3 separate regions of the Sus scrofa genome follow, and regions 2 and 3 are each linked to region 1. A link is a contact called in public HiChIP or PLAC-seq data. All regions are on one chromosome and are shown on one strand. The core of a region is the stretch at or near the end of the contact, and the rest is flanking DNA. Distances in the headings are between cores, read along the strand shown.

The links. HiChIP or PLAC-seq counts read pairs in DNA pulled down with a chosen protein or histone mark.
Region 2: a contact with region 1 is called in an H3K27ac HiChIP or PLAC-seq map of alveolar macrophages. The contact joins two enhancer-like sites. A contact is called at or near these places in 1 of 47 Hi-C or Micro-C datasets (heart right ventricle) and 1 of 2 datasets of contacts at active chromatin or transcription factors (alveolar macrophages).
Region 3: an H3K27ac HiChIP or PLAC-seq map of alveolar macrophages shows a contact between it and region 1. The contact joins two enhancer-like sites. A contact is called at or near these places in 2 of 47 Hi-C or Micro-C datasets (embryonic fibroblasts and mesenteric adipose tissue) and 2 of 2 datasets of contacts at active chromatin or transcription factors (alveolar macrophages and skeletal muscle).

The regions. Positions count from the first base shown.
Region 1 is chr16:45,946,956-45,951,671 of Sscrofa11.1, reverse strand. No RefSeq gene overlaps it. Among named protein-coding and RNA genes, the nearest start is that of CD180, 360 kb to the right of the region's middle. Within about 2 kb of position 2,126, at least 4 of the 83 cell types and tissues checked have an H3K27ac peak or open chromatin away from gene starts, as enhancers often do. A contact at or near this core is called in alveolar macrophages, where this site is marked.
Region 2 is chr16:46,298,511-46,303,226 of Sscrofa11.1, reverse strand. No RefSeq gene overlaps it. Among named protein-coding and RNA genes, the nearest start is that of PIK3R1, 130 kb to the left of the region's middle. Within about 2 kb of position 2,071, at least 11 of the 83 cell types and tissues checked have an H3K27ac peak or open chromatin away from gene starts, as enhancers often do. A contact at or near this core is called in alveolar macrophages, where this site is marked.
Region 3 is chr16:45,619,750-45,624,465 of Sscrofa11.1, reverse strand. No RefSeq gene overlaps it. Among named protein-coding and RNA genes, the nearest start is that of CD180, 34 kb to the right of the region's middle. Within about 2 kb of position 2,070, at least 38 of the 83 cell types and tissues checked have an H3K27ac peak or open chromatin away from gene starts, as enhancers often do. A contact at or near this core is called in alveolar macrophages, where this site is marked.

The DNA of each region.
Region 1 (4,716 bases), core at 877-3,376:
GCTCTGAATAAGTAAATCATTTTATCTTAGCTAAGAATATTTTAATCAAAGGGTTTTCTAAGTTTGACTAAGACAGCTATAAAATAACTACTGGATCATTATTAATACCTTATTAATTTCCTAGAACACTCCCCATGGAAGCTGGTTTAAACCTTCTTTATTTTCTCAAGGCCAAAATCTATTATTATGCTTCCATTCTCAGGTGATGAGAAGGGAATAAAACTTTCTATTTTAGCTTATCAGTTGTTAGACCATGAGAAACTGTATCAAGACAGGCTAGAGAGAATAACCTACCACCCAGAGATAGTGAACTTCAAGCTGGATGCAGTAGCTGCATGAGATTTTAGGGTCATCACCGCTGGGAGGGGTTAGTGCTTTCCATGCCAAGCACAGGTACAGGAATATTTCTATTTATAGCCAAGGTAAACTAACAGGCTTACCTTTCTGCCTTAAATAACTAGAACACTGGACCAGTTTTCCAACACCGGACCAGAGGCCACAGAGGACTACAATGCCTAGGAGGAGGGAAATAAAGAAAGTGAACTTAGAGTTCCTGTCGTGGTGCAGCAGAAATGAATCCAACTAGGAACCAGGAAGTTGTAGGTTTGATCCCTGGCCTCACTCGGTGGGTTAAGGATCCAGTGTTGCCATGAGCTGTGGTGTAGGTCACAGATGCGGTTCGGCTCTTATGTTGCTGTGGCTGTGGCATAGGCCTGTAACTTTAATTCGACTCCTAGCCTGGGAACCTCCATGTGCCATGTGTGTGGCCCTAAAAAGCAAAAAAAGAAAAAAAGTGAACTCTAGAAGAGTCCCACATCTCATCCTTGAGAACATTTCCAGGCTGGAGGACATGGGGAGGAACCCAATCAGACCTAGTGGTTTATCTGTATTAATGAGACAAAGTTTGGAGTTCAGCAGGTGGCTAGAATTTGCAAGGCCAAGTACCAGAGAGGAAAGAGGTTCACAGAGAAAGAAAGAGCTGCAGAGATTTACTGAGGGTCAAGTCCAAGTCTGTGTCTAAGTACTGGCTTGTGCATGCATGTGAGGAAACCAGGGGGAAATCATCATAAAGGAGTAGATGAAATAATCCCAGCAGCTGATGCAAAGTTGGGACCAGTTTGTTTTTCCAACACCCAGAGACTAAGGATCTTCTAATTCACAGGATACTGAGCAGAGTCCTCACAGAGTATTGCCTCAATACTGGGGGATAATCAGTCTTTGAGTCAAGTCTGTTCTGGATGCACCCGAACAAAGCTCAAAACCAAGAATCAAACTGATTCTAATTAACTTAACTTCATCTCAGAAAAAAATGCCCAAATATTTAAAAAAATGCAAACATTTTAAAAAGAGAGAGAAAATATAATGTAGTTAAAATATAATGTAAAGAGAAAATATAATAACGATATAATAGTGTAACTATTATATATTTCACAGGATAGTGAAGGTAGAAGAAAGTGTGAGCACGATGAGCAATGTTAAATATAAAAAAGAATGGAATCAACTTTTAGAGATATAAAATACACTATCTGAGATTAAAAGTCCACTCAATGGGATTAACAATAGGTTAGATTTTACAAAAGATCACTAAATGTGAATATAGAACAACAGAAACTACCCAGACTGTAATACAGAGGGAAAAAATGTTAGCAGAACTTCAAGGGGCTGTGGGATGAGATCAAGTGACCTCACTAGAAGGAGAGGAGAAGGGTAGAGGGGCAGAAAGTATTTGAGAATATAACTGTTGCAAATTTCCCAAATGTAAAGTGATGTGTAGACCACAGAACCAAGAAGAGCAACAAATTCTAAGAAGAAGGAACATTCTAAGAAAAGCACACCTAGGCACAGCATAATCAATTGCTGAGAAACTGATGAAAAGAAAAAAAATCTTAGAAGCAACCAGAGGAAAATAAAACATTATGGAAGAACCAAAATAAAAATAAAAGCAAACTAATAGTCAAAAACAGTGAAGACCAGAAAATAACAGAGAAACATCCTTAGGGAAAAAAAAAGTCTCATAAAGTAAAAAAAAAAAAAAAAAAAAGCCTTTTGCCTTGAGCTTTGCTTTCTGTCTTAGGGAAGCATGATGTGATGTCTGAAACACAAGCTGCCAACGTGACAACATGAGGTAATAGCATGGGGACCAAAAAAAAAAAAAAAAAGATCATTCTAAGCATACCAGAGTAGAAAGATAGAGCCTGCTCTGATCCATTTTTCAGTTCCCAAATCAATCCTGAAACTCCTTCACTCTGGATTATTTATTAAGTAAATGGGAAACATACTTATTTGGGATCTGTGTCTCCCGTTTCTTTAATTTCTTCAGGAATGTGTGACTTCTAGTACTTTGAACAATTATCTTCACATTGCTTTTATTACTGTTCCTCTTTGGTTAGTTCAGTTCACTCCTCTTTGGGTAGAATTTATCATTTTCTCTTTGGCTCCTCAACTTAGAGGTCAATGCTTGCTGTTCTATATGCTTTCCCATCATCACTTGTTCCTCATTCTGCTATATTTTAATTCCTCATAAAATTGCCCAATGCTTGCTTGCCATATAATGTTCTTCCTCCATGTGTATTCTCCTTGACGTCTACAATATGCAAATTTTCATCTAAAACTCTTCGGCACTGACTTTCATGACATATATTATTTTGAAACTTCCCCATGTGTCTAACTGCTTCCTAGTGTTGTCAAAAACATACCATTCTCTTATTCCCTGACCACAGCTATTACCCAATAGTCAGTTCCTGGTATTCCTGCTGTTTCTCCTTTCTGGTAAAAAAAAACTCCTCATCACTCATGACTATAATCATTACATAAATGCAAATAATTTCTAGATCTGTATCTCCATACATTTAATCTATCACAAATTCAGTGTTATGTTTCCAAATGCACTCATTAGTCTAGAGAAGGTGTCTAACAGCTAACTCATCCTTATCCCTAATCCAGGTCCCTGTCATTATTCTACTACACCTATTGACTGGTACTACTATTGTACCAGTCACCAAACTTCAAATTCTAAATTCACCTTCAACTATTCTCTCTCTATCTTTGTTTAAAAGCATTCATATATTATGATCAAATCACCCTACTTTAGATTTTTATGATCTTCCACTTATAAAAATTCAATAGCTTTAGTTTTCTAGCCTTCAAATCCCTCTCCCTCCAATGAATTTACAACTATATTTCATCAAAAGCACAAGGCTAAAGCATTCGTTTCATCAATTACATTTAAAAGTGGCTTCATATTGCCTTCTGGATTCCTGAATCCAAAAGCAGCTTTCAAGTAGTTAAAACCTAGCACAACAGGAAGCTTTTAGAACACCATTATAACAGAGGCCTAAGATTGTTAATTATTTTTTATATAATACCCGCAAGAACCCAAGAGGTAGCAGCAATTAATTATAGGTGTGATTGGACTGTTAGCCATGGGTAATAAAGGTGGAATTCTGTTTTTTCAACTTTATATAGTTATTTTAAAAACAGGGTTTCCCAATTTCTGGCATGCATGTTATCAACAGAGTTGATCTTAGTAATAAACTTACAAATAACCTTCCTTCCTATGCAGAATTACAACTGCTAAATCAAACTCTATGTATTTTAACCAAACTGATGTTTCAAAGCCCACATTTTGACACAACTTGTCTTTCAGCACTTGTGTTATAATCCTCTATTTCCTCCTAATGTAATAAGTGTAAAATGTAGTTTTTCTTCATTTTGTCTTCAGTTTCCACGATATGATTTTCACAGATCATATATGCTGTTAAAATTAATAAAGGACACTTTTAATTGTGCATATATAAAAAGATTTGGGTTTAAATTAACAAAATATTAACAAAATTAACAATTATTTCAGCTACACTCTAAGATGATGAGAAATATGCTAATATGTCTAACATGAACATATATGCAGAGCGTGTCCTTTTCCACTTTGGACTGAGGTCTCAGTTTTTGACTAGATCAAATCAAAAAGACATGCTCCTTATTCCATTGACAAGGATGGAAAGGATTGCTCCAAGGCCTTCTAAATCTCTAATCAAGAAAATGTTCATGGCCTTTAATCCTAGGGTTCACCCTGATTATACTGACTTTGTTTATATTTTCCAAACCATAAATAATTAGTAATAATTTCATACTAGTAACACAATTTAATTTCTAGGGATGTTTCTAAGCTTGAAAGTTAGTTTGCAGGGGATGGCAACAGAATTTATTTCAAGGCTAGGCAGTTAGAATAATGGGAATAATGGATTAGAAGTTTAGAGTCTTGAGTTTTCCTCAGAGATCTGTAAGTAATCAACATTCTGACGTCGACCAATGTTTTTTACAATGTCCACAGAACTACTTGTAATATTTGATAAAATGTAAATAATGGAACTCCATTTCTGGAGCCTTTTTTTCAGTAGCTCTAGACTGGGGACCACATATTCACATATTAAGCAAGTCCCCCAGGAAAGGAGACATGTATTCATCTAACTACACATTGAGAATCACCTGAGGCAAGTCAACTCCTCTGGGCTTCAGTTTCTACATCTGTAAAAGGACTAAGCTTGATTAGATGACATTTTGGGGATATTCTCAGGTCTCAATGTTTTATGACTCAGTTAAAAGTTTCCTATTGCTAGGAATACAGTCTTAATCAATTCAACACAGGCGGTACTCAAGTGACTGGATCTCTCTTTTTTCATTAATGTAATGACTAAAGGATTTGTGTTCTATTTCTAT
Region 2 (4,716 bases), core at 822-3,321, 350 kb before region 1:
TTATCAGCTTTCTTCTCCTACATCAGTCCCAACGTCTGCAAATAAGCTCAGGTATCTGCCCAGATTCTTCCCTTGTGCACATGACCCTCTAGTTGCTATTCCATTTCTCAGCTCCCCATCACAGTCAGATCTCTTTAAAACCTTGTCTTGGCACAGCCTTCACACAGGCTCCGGTGTGGTTCCTGCCCTGCCATGTTATCCCCCTTCTCATTCTCTTCATATGCCGACTTCACAACCTACTCTGATATACATCGTCCTGCTATTAGCTGTGCTTAGATTACATTATGATGCCTAAAAACTCTCCACCTTTGAGCGCAGTAGTATCATTTGTATAGATTTTTTCTTGCATGATTTTTTGTATGTCCTAGAATTAATACTCCTTTTAAAAAATTCTTAATTTTCTATTTCCCATTACCATTTTTGTCAATGACCCAATGGTACTATAAACCGCCCTCTTAATATTTCCCATGCTTTGCATCCATCTTATTTTTTTCCTCCCTGGAGATATCCCTCTAGGAATCCTCCATCCTTTTGTTTTAATCTCAACCTGTTGTTCTCTAGGCCTTCTACTCAGCTGTCTTCTGGGGGCCTCCCTTGATTGTCACCTGATGACATAACTGTGGTTCAAGAAATCTTCTCTGGCAGTCTTTTGTGGGACATATTGGAGCCAGGAGAGATGAAAGCAAGAAGACTAATTCAGAGGACTTTGGAGTGAGCTCAGCCTTGAGATAATTAGAAGAACTTCAAATGCATGCTATGGAGTGAGTCAGAGTCTCTTTTCAGGTTCAGTGATAATATTTCCAAAAGATTTTGTTATTATCATTGTTGCTATTAGTATTATTATTCCTGTATAGGTCAGGGTTCAATCACACAAGCAGGGTCACTATGAGTCAAATAGGATAAGACATTTACTTTGTAGAGATTTTACACAATTCTGAGAGGCGAGGGGAGTGGAAGACCCGAGGATTCACCAGCTAGTCAAACTAGAAGCCAACCCTGTCCAGCCACTGAAGTGGGATCATGAGGGGTATGGGAAAAGTCTGAGTCCTCAGCCTTTTGTCTAGAGATGGTTCCGAGCCACTGTTAGTCAGTAGGGTCAACAATCTGGAAGAAGGGCTGGGGAGCAGAGGGGAGCCAGGAGAACCTGGATCTTCTGGCATCTCCACATCTATCTTCTGGTATCTCCACATCTATCTGGCACTTCTTCTATGACATCCAGAGAGTAACAGACTTGCACTTTTTTTCTGCACAAGTACCTCTTTGGGCCAACTCTAGAACACAGTTCCAGCTTAACCAAACTGACAGCTGGTTATTACCAACTGAATTGTGTGTCAGTCTCTCTTGCCACTTTCCAAATTCATATATTGACATCCTAACCCCACCCCACCCCTAGAACCTCAGAATGTGACTGTATTTGGAGACAGGATCATCAAGTAGTGATTAAAGCTAAATGAGGTCATTAGGGTGGGCTCAATCCAATACGTTTGGTATCCTCAGAAGAAGAGAAGATGAGGACATAGACATAGAAGCAAGGCCGTGTGAAGACAAAGGGAGAAGACAGCCATCTACAAGCCAAGGAAAGGAGCCTTGGCAGTATCAACCTTGCCGGTGCTTTAGTCTAAGACTGCCAGCTTCTAGAACTATGAGAAAATGAATTTCTGACATTTAAGCCACCCAGCCTGCAGTACTTTGTCATGATAGCCCTAGTAGTCTAACACACTGGTCAATCCAACACCATGCCTTACAACTGTATATTGCTTTATATATGGCAAAACATTTCAGCATAGTAAGAATAGCAAGCACTGATAATCATAGCTAACGTGTATACAGGGTTACTATGTGTTAGACATTGTTCTAAGCACTTTACATGTATTAACCAATTTAATCCACACATCAACCCTATGAGATAATCATTTTCATTCCCATTTTACAGATGAGGAAAACAAAGCACAGATAATTCAGTTAATTTGCTTGAAGTCCTACAGCTTGTAAATGCTGAAGCCAGGATTCAAGCCCTGGCATTCTAATCCCGTGACCTCATGCTGCCCTTGACTCTGGCCTCCCCAGCATCTGACCTTTCTTTCCACTTGTGTGGCGTCACCCTGCTCACACAGGCACAGCTCATGCTTCATCTTCCCCTTTAGGGACGTGAATCTAACTTCCTTGTCCTTTTGGTGGATTTCTGCTTTTGTTCACAGGGGAAATCTGTGGGGGAACCCGTGTACGTTTCCCATGGCACTCACCCAGCTTCTTGCTTCCCTAACCACGGGGCTGTTGACCCCAGGTCTCTATTTCCCATAAAGGAAAGCCTCATTCCCGGAGTGGTGGGGTCATCATGTGATAGAACATTGTTCAGATGACAGATAGAGTCAGGTAGCCTGCCGGCCTGCCTGCCTGCCTACCTGCCTTCTTTCTTTCCCTTTCTTTCTTTCTTTCTTTCTTTCTTTCTTTCTTTCTTTCTTTCTTTCTTTCTTTCTTTCTTTCTTTCTTTCTCTCTCTCTCTCTCTCTCTCTCTCTCTCTCTCTCTCTCTCTCTCTCTTTCTTTCTTTCTTTCTTTCTTTCTTTCTTTCTTTTTTCTTTCTTTCTTTCTTTCTTTCTTTCTTTCCTTGTCTTTTTAGGTCTGCATCTGTGGCACATGGAGGTTCCCAGGCTAGGGGTCCAGTCGGAGCTACAGCTGCTGGCCTACACCACAGCCCCAACAACTCTGGATATGAGCCACATCTCTGACCTATTCCACAGCTAATGGCAATGCTGGATCCTTAACCCATTGAGCAAGGCCAGGGATCGAACCTGAGTCCTCAGAGATACTAGTTGGGTTTGTTAACTGCAGAGCCACCATGGCAACACCCATAGTCTCTATTTCCTTCTGGAAAAAAAATTTGATTTCAACGTCACTTCTCTTGATAGTGGTCAAAACAGTTCTCCTGCCTTAGATCATGTGATTATTCAGCAGCTCTCTGTCATCCAAATCGTCAGTTCCAGAAGGGGTCAGTCTCACTCCCAGAAATGACGCATCTCCGAAGCGTCTCTTGCTTATACCAAAATGCACGAATATTTGTGAACACAAAGAAGTGTGTCTATCTGAATAGGTCAGTGATCTCTGGCACCCTGAACCCTTGCTTGTAACTATGGGGTGTTCCTACCATGAAGAAGAAAAGATGGAAATGACTGTCTGTTTCCACAGATAACTTTTCTTTTCTGACCCTGAATTCATTTTGTGTGTGGTAGTGACCATCACGAGAAGGGGAGGAGGGAGGTGTGTGGCATATGATCAGATGATTCTTTTCCATTTTAAATGCTTCCTCTCTCTGACCTCTAGTTTAGGATAGCTGAGTCCCGACCATTGGGCCTGAGCTACAGGCCTGTTTGCCACAGAGCACTGAGCCCAGGACTCTGTATTAGCCAGAGAAGCAGGTAGCTTTGGCAGGTGCCAAGTGAACACAGATGCCCTCACTTCTTCTGGGAAAGTGACCCCACTCTAAATTACTGGGCTATTTCTATCCTTTTGTCTACTGCCAAACTTCTCAAAGACCATCTGTATCTGTCAGAGCTCTTGGTTACAAACCACAGACACTAGCTCTGGGTGAATTAAAGCAGCAAAGGTATGGACTATAAGGACACCATGGAGCTAACAGAATGGATGGGATGGCCAGAAGGAAAAGAGGAGCAAAGAGGCCTGACTCCAGAAGGCCAGGGGCAGAGATACACTCAGGACTGTGCTCTAAGGAGAAGGTCGTGAGAACGCCACCCTGGCCAGGCGTAGCCATGACCCGACTAGCATTTCAGTGTGTCACTCTCTCAGATAATCTCTTGTGCTTCCTTCATCTTAGGGTCACTCTCTTCGGACTGGCTGAGAGTGGACCAGTATTGGTGGAAGCTGGAGGGTCAAAATGATTTGTGGAGACAACAGTGTAAAAGCTTGACTGGGAGTTCCTGTTGGGGAAATGAATTGGACTAGGATCCATGAGGATGCAGGTTCGATCCCTGGCCTAGCTAAGTGGGTCGGGGATCTGGTGTGGCCATGAGCTGTGGTGTAGGTGGCAGATGCAGCTCGGATCTCATGTTGCTGTGGTGTCGGCTGGCAGCTATAGCTCCAATGTGCCACCTAGCCTGGGAGGAACTTTCATATGTCACAGGTTCAGCCCTAAAATGCAAAAAGCAAAAAACAAAAACAAAAACAAAAACAAAAAACAAAAAAGCAAAAAAAAAAACTTGACTGACTCTCCATAAATGCACACAAATTTCCCTGACTTCCAGGGGCTTGACGCAAATAACTGGAAGTGTGAGAGGGTGGGTGGGGCTAGAGAGGAATGAAACAAGAGAGGGGCTGAGCAAATGGGAGTCTTTTCTTGGTTACTATCCAGAGAACATTGCTCCTGTTCTTGGCTTTGGAAAGCTGGTGGGGAAGAGAGGCCTGAGCAGCACTGCCCACAAAAGAAGTTCAGTCTCTGCTCCACACTTAATTTCATCATTCCTTCTTCTCTCAGAGACAAAACATGAGCTTGGAAAGGATGCTGATCTAATGAGGGTCTACTCTGCTCTGTTGTTTTTAATTCTTCTGTGTCTTATTCCACATGTTACTGTAGCAAAAATGATATGAAGAGGAGGGAGATTGTCTGATCAGCTTCCTAATATGCCTAGCAAAATGATTTCCTAGCTGATCTTGAGGCACTAAGCCTTCTTAAGTCCTAACTTTGATGGTACAGACATATGTAA
Region 3 (4,716 bases), core at 821-3,320, 330 kb after region 1:
ACAGAAGCAGGAACCATAGCCAGGTGCTAAAGGAATTGGTTGTTTATGAAGAAATAATCAAATATTCTTTCCTTTCTTCCTTCCTCATTCTGCTTCCTATCACATAACTACCAGCATCCCTTTCCCCAGGGGCCAGAATGCTACTTGGGAAACTAATAACAATGACATTTTTTCCTAAATCACTTCAGCTCCAAAGATTTGCACATCCATTAGGAGCTTAGGGTCAGTAGCAGATCTGACCAGATAATCATCAAAACAGGTAATTCCAGAGTTCCCGGTTGTGGTTCAGCAGGTTAAGGACCCAGTGTTGTCTCTATGAGGATGCAGGTTCAATCCCTGGCCTTGCTCAGTGGTTGGGGATCTGGTGTTGCCACAAGCTGTGGCATAGGTTGCAGATGTGGCTTAGATCCAGTGTTGCCATGGCTTTGGTATAGGCTGCAGCTGCAGTTCCAATTCAGCCCCTAGCCCTGGAACTTCCATATGCTATAGGTGGAACCATTAAAAAAAGAGAGAGAATCCAATCATCTGTCGATGGACATTTGGGTTGTTTCCATGTCCTGGCTATTGTGAATAGTGCTGTAATGAACATGCGGGTACATGTGTCTCTTTTAAGTGGAGTTTTGTCCGGATAGATGCCCAAGAGTGGGACTGCGGGGTCATATGGAAGTTCTATGTATAGATTTCTAAGGTATCTCCAAACTGTTCTCCATAGTGGCTGTACCAGTTTCCATTCCCACCAACAGTGCAGGAGGGTTCCCTTTTCTCCACAGCCCCTCCAGCTCTTGTTATTTGTGGATTTATTAATGATGGCCATTCTGACTGGTGTGAGATGGTATCTTGGACTTGGAGAAGAGACTTGTGGCTGCCTGATGGGAGGGGGAGGGAGTGGGAGGGATCGGGAGCTTGGGCTTATCAGACATAACTTAGAATAGATTTACAAGGAGATCCTGCTGAATAGCATTGAGAACTTTGTCTAGATACTCATGTTGCAACAGAACAAAGGGTAGGGGAAAAAATGTAATTGTAATGTATACATGTAAGGATAACCAGACCCCCTTGCTGTACAGTGGGAAAATTAAAAAAATTAAAAAAAAAAAAGAGAGAGACAAAAGAAAAAAACAAACAGGTAATTCATATACTCTTTTGAGGATTACATCATTAAATCCATTGGAAACATCATTCAGCCTTTAAAAGTCTTTAATTCTTTCAATTATGAAAAAGACTATTTTGTGGATTCACATGGTGAAAAATGAGAGGGAAGGAGTAAAAACATGAGAATGTTGGCCAGAGAATATCCACTTGTGAGTCTAACTTAGAGTACTGAGGCGGTAAAGGACCTTCCCTGGGCAGAGAGGTCCAAAGGGAAGGTGACCTCCTGATTTAAAGGTCATCAGATACACACACATACATACACACAGGCACACACATTAATACACATGTACTGGAACGAACATCCACTTCATAGGCATAAACATAGGGTTTAAGCCAAGCTTCTTCTATGGAAAGACATTTGTCTTACAGGGCTTCAGAACTGGGACTCAAAAGTTAAGGTGTCAAGTGGAAGACGAAACCGAGAAAAGACAATCTTTGCCTATTGGAGATTGTGATTAACAGCAGAAAAAAGGCTTAGCACTGGCAGATGATAAATGGGAGGGGAGTAAAACAGTGGAGAGAATTAGATACCTGGCTGTGAGAGGGAAGCGGCAACTTGGAGCAACCAAAGGAAGCTCTGAGTGGGCCACAGAAATCATCAAAGCCCAATGTATTATCCTCTGAGTGAGGAGTCCTGGAGGCCTGCCAAATTCAGACATGCAACTCTGCTGGCCTTTCCAGGTCTGAGCGACTCCTAACCAGACTAAGGACTATGACCGAGGAGTGAATTCCTTTTCCTTCCTGGTGACCCTGTATTACTTTCCAGTAAGTTCTCCTCTGGTACAATTGTTCCTTTATCTGCACAGGAAGGGAATTTGTGATTCCTTCTGGAAACAGGAGTGCTATGGATGCCGGGCTCACTCTCTTGGCTGCTGGCTCAGAGTCTGATCATACACAGACCTGGAAGGAAGCCCAATCATGTGTGGACTGTGATGCAACAGCCTGGCTCGCCACCAAGCTGGGTGGCGGCTTTAACTCTCTAGGACCCAGTAGCATTTTGGTGACCTTTAAGCAAAAATCACCATGACTCCAATAGTATAAAACAGAGGACAAATCAAGCCTAGTGCTGGTGTTTCTACATAAAGCTTTATTGGAACACAGCCATGCTCATTTATGTAAGTTCCCCTATTGCTGCTTTCACATAAAAAAAAGTCAGAGTCGAGTAGCTGGGACAGTAACCACTGGCCTGCAAAGCCTAAATTATTTATCATCTGGCCCTTTATGGAAAAAGTTGGCCAACCACTGGTTTAAATGAAGGATCATCAAACAAAGGCAGTGTGGTCTATCAGAAGGACCATGAGAAGGGGACTCCCAAGGTCTGGGTTCTAGCCCTGGTTCTGTTAGAAAACATTTGGCTCTCCAGCTCTGAGTGATCTTAAATGTCTCTTCTAGCTGCAAAAGATACAAAAACTCTGTGATTTAAGCATTTGGCAAAGTACAGGGTTTCAGATGCCAATTTTACTGCCCAATGTTTTCCATTTTCCAAAAAAATGTCATTTTTTTCTGTTTGTAATCCAAGGATTGTGATATTTAAAATCGTTAGATTGGAATCGATACCTTGTGCTTAAAAAAGAAACAAACACACATGCACACACCCACACACCCACACTCACACACATCAGAGCAAACCATCCAGCCCAATAGTATAAGCATAGTGTTTCACATCCAGGCTCCCTGCACTAACCTTCCATGGGAAAGACATACATCTTCTAGGGCCTCATCACTTGCTCAGTGAAAGCTGCTGTGTCTAGGGCCTCACCATCTGTAAAACTATGATCAAAACATCACTATTCGGTTACTACCTAAGACACAGCTGTAGAATTATGGAGAAGAGTTTTTACAAAACTGAGCAATTGTCTGAGTATGTCTCCTGACTGAGGAGTAAAAATGCCTGGTTCACAAAACATTTCACACTTTATAGCACATTTATATGGTGGATGCTATCCTATGCCCTTGTATCCTATACTATCTTTACTTAGTGGTTACTTTATGAGACTTGCAACCATTTTCCAAACATCTCTTGGTCTGAGAAGAACATAACTTAGAGAAGCTGGTTGTAAATGAAGGTTTCCGTCTTTGTCTAGGTTCTTCCCAAAAGTAGAGCCTGAGACAAGATCAATAATTTTGGGAAGTGATTCCAAGGAACAGAAGTAGAGGACTAGGAAGATTTAAACAGAGAAAGAGGGCAAGCCAATCCAAGGCCCCTTCATTGAACTAGTCACTGGGATGGGCAACTGCAGCTCCTTCCCCCCTGATGCTCTGAATTGCCTTGTAGAATGAGGCCCCAACATCTTTCTGAATAATATGGGGTGGAGGAGTACTTATCCCCCAACTCCCATTATTGCCCCAGTGTATGCATGGAGCAAGGTGGTTAACCTGGTCACTGCAAGCAGCAGCCTGGGTGTCAGAAAGCAAGAGGTATGCGGTGCAGTTAAGGCAAAGACCTGATGGGTCACAACTGCACAAAGCTGTCACAGCAATGGCTGGAGTCAAAAGGCGAAGAAGATATAAGGAAGGGAGCAGGAAGTGACCCATACAGCGTGTAATGCTTAAATTTTACTAGCCCATTCTCCAAATACACCATCAATTAGGTTAGCCTGATGACAGTGCTCCGTCACCCAACATCAGATGAGCCCCTGTCTCATGCTAGGACCCTGGAAGAAGGAGATGAAGACACTGCCCCTGTGTTCAAGGAGAATCCCATTTAATAGAAGGATACTATTCTGTAAATAAACCGTGTTAGTGAATTCAGATCAACACTACCAGTTAATATGTGAACCCAGATTCTCCCTACTCTGTTGGATGGGAAGCAAGGAATGGAGGTCAACATAAAGGAAGGCTTTAGAAAGAGGGTGACACCTGAGAGGTTTCAAAGGACCAATAGGAGTTTTCCAGGAAGTAAAGCAGGATGGAATAATAAATCACCTATGCAGAGTCATGGAAGTTGGAGAAGTCAGGATGTGTGCAGGAAAATACAAGGGCTTTAGGAAGTTTAAAACAGAGACAATGTGTGGGGAAATAGCCACCCATGAAGAGGGAGCTGAGCCCAGACCATGATACCCTGGATCCCATCCTAAGTACCTTGAACTCCTTCCTATTAACAAAAAAAGAACATGGAAAGATTGTTTAAAAAAAAAAAAAAGGGGAGTTATTCAATTTGCTTTTAAAAAAGATAACTCCAGTAACTTCTTGGAAGGGAGTTTATATCATCTCAAAAGAATTTCGGGGTAAATTAAAGTTTGTATATCTTGATGATCCCAAGATTAAAATAATTCAGCTCCGTAAAACATTTCAATTCAAAGAATATACAATAACATATTTTTCTGTAAATGTAAAGAACATTATAACTAAATTTAACACAGGACTAAATGAAAACCTTTGCAAAGTTTCATCAAAGCAGAGACTTTTGTGAGACTGTATGTCTGTTATTCATTATTTTATGTTCACAGCACTTTGCAATGCAGGCCTAGAAATAATTTAAACCACTGGTCATTTCCCTAGCCCTTTACCTCTGTGAAGCAATGTGGTAATTCAGGAAGACTGCTGCCAGGACTCAATCCAAAA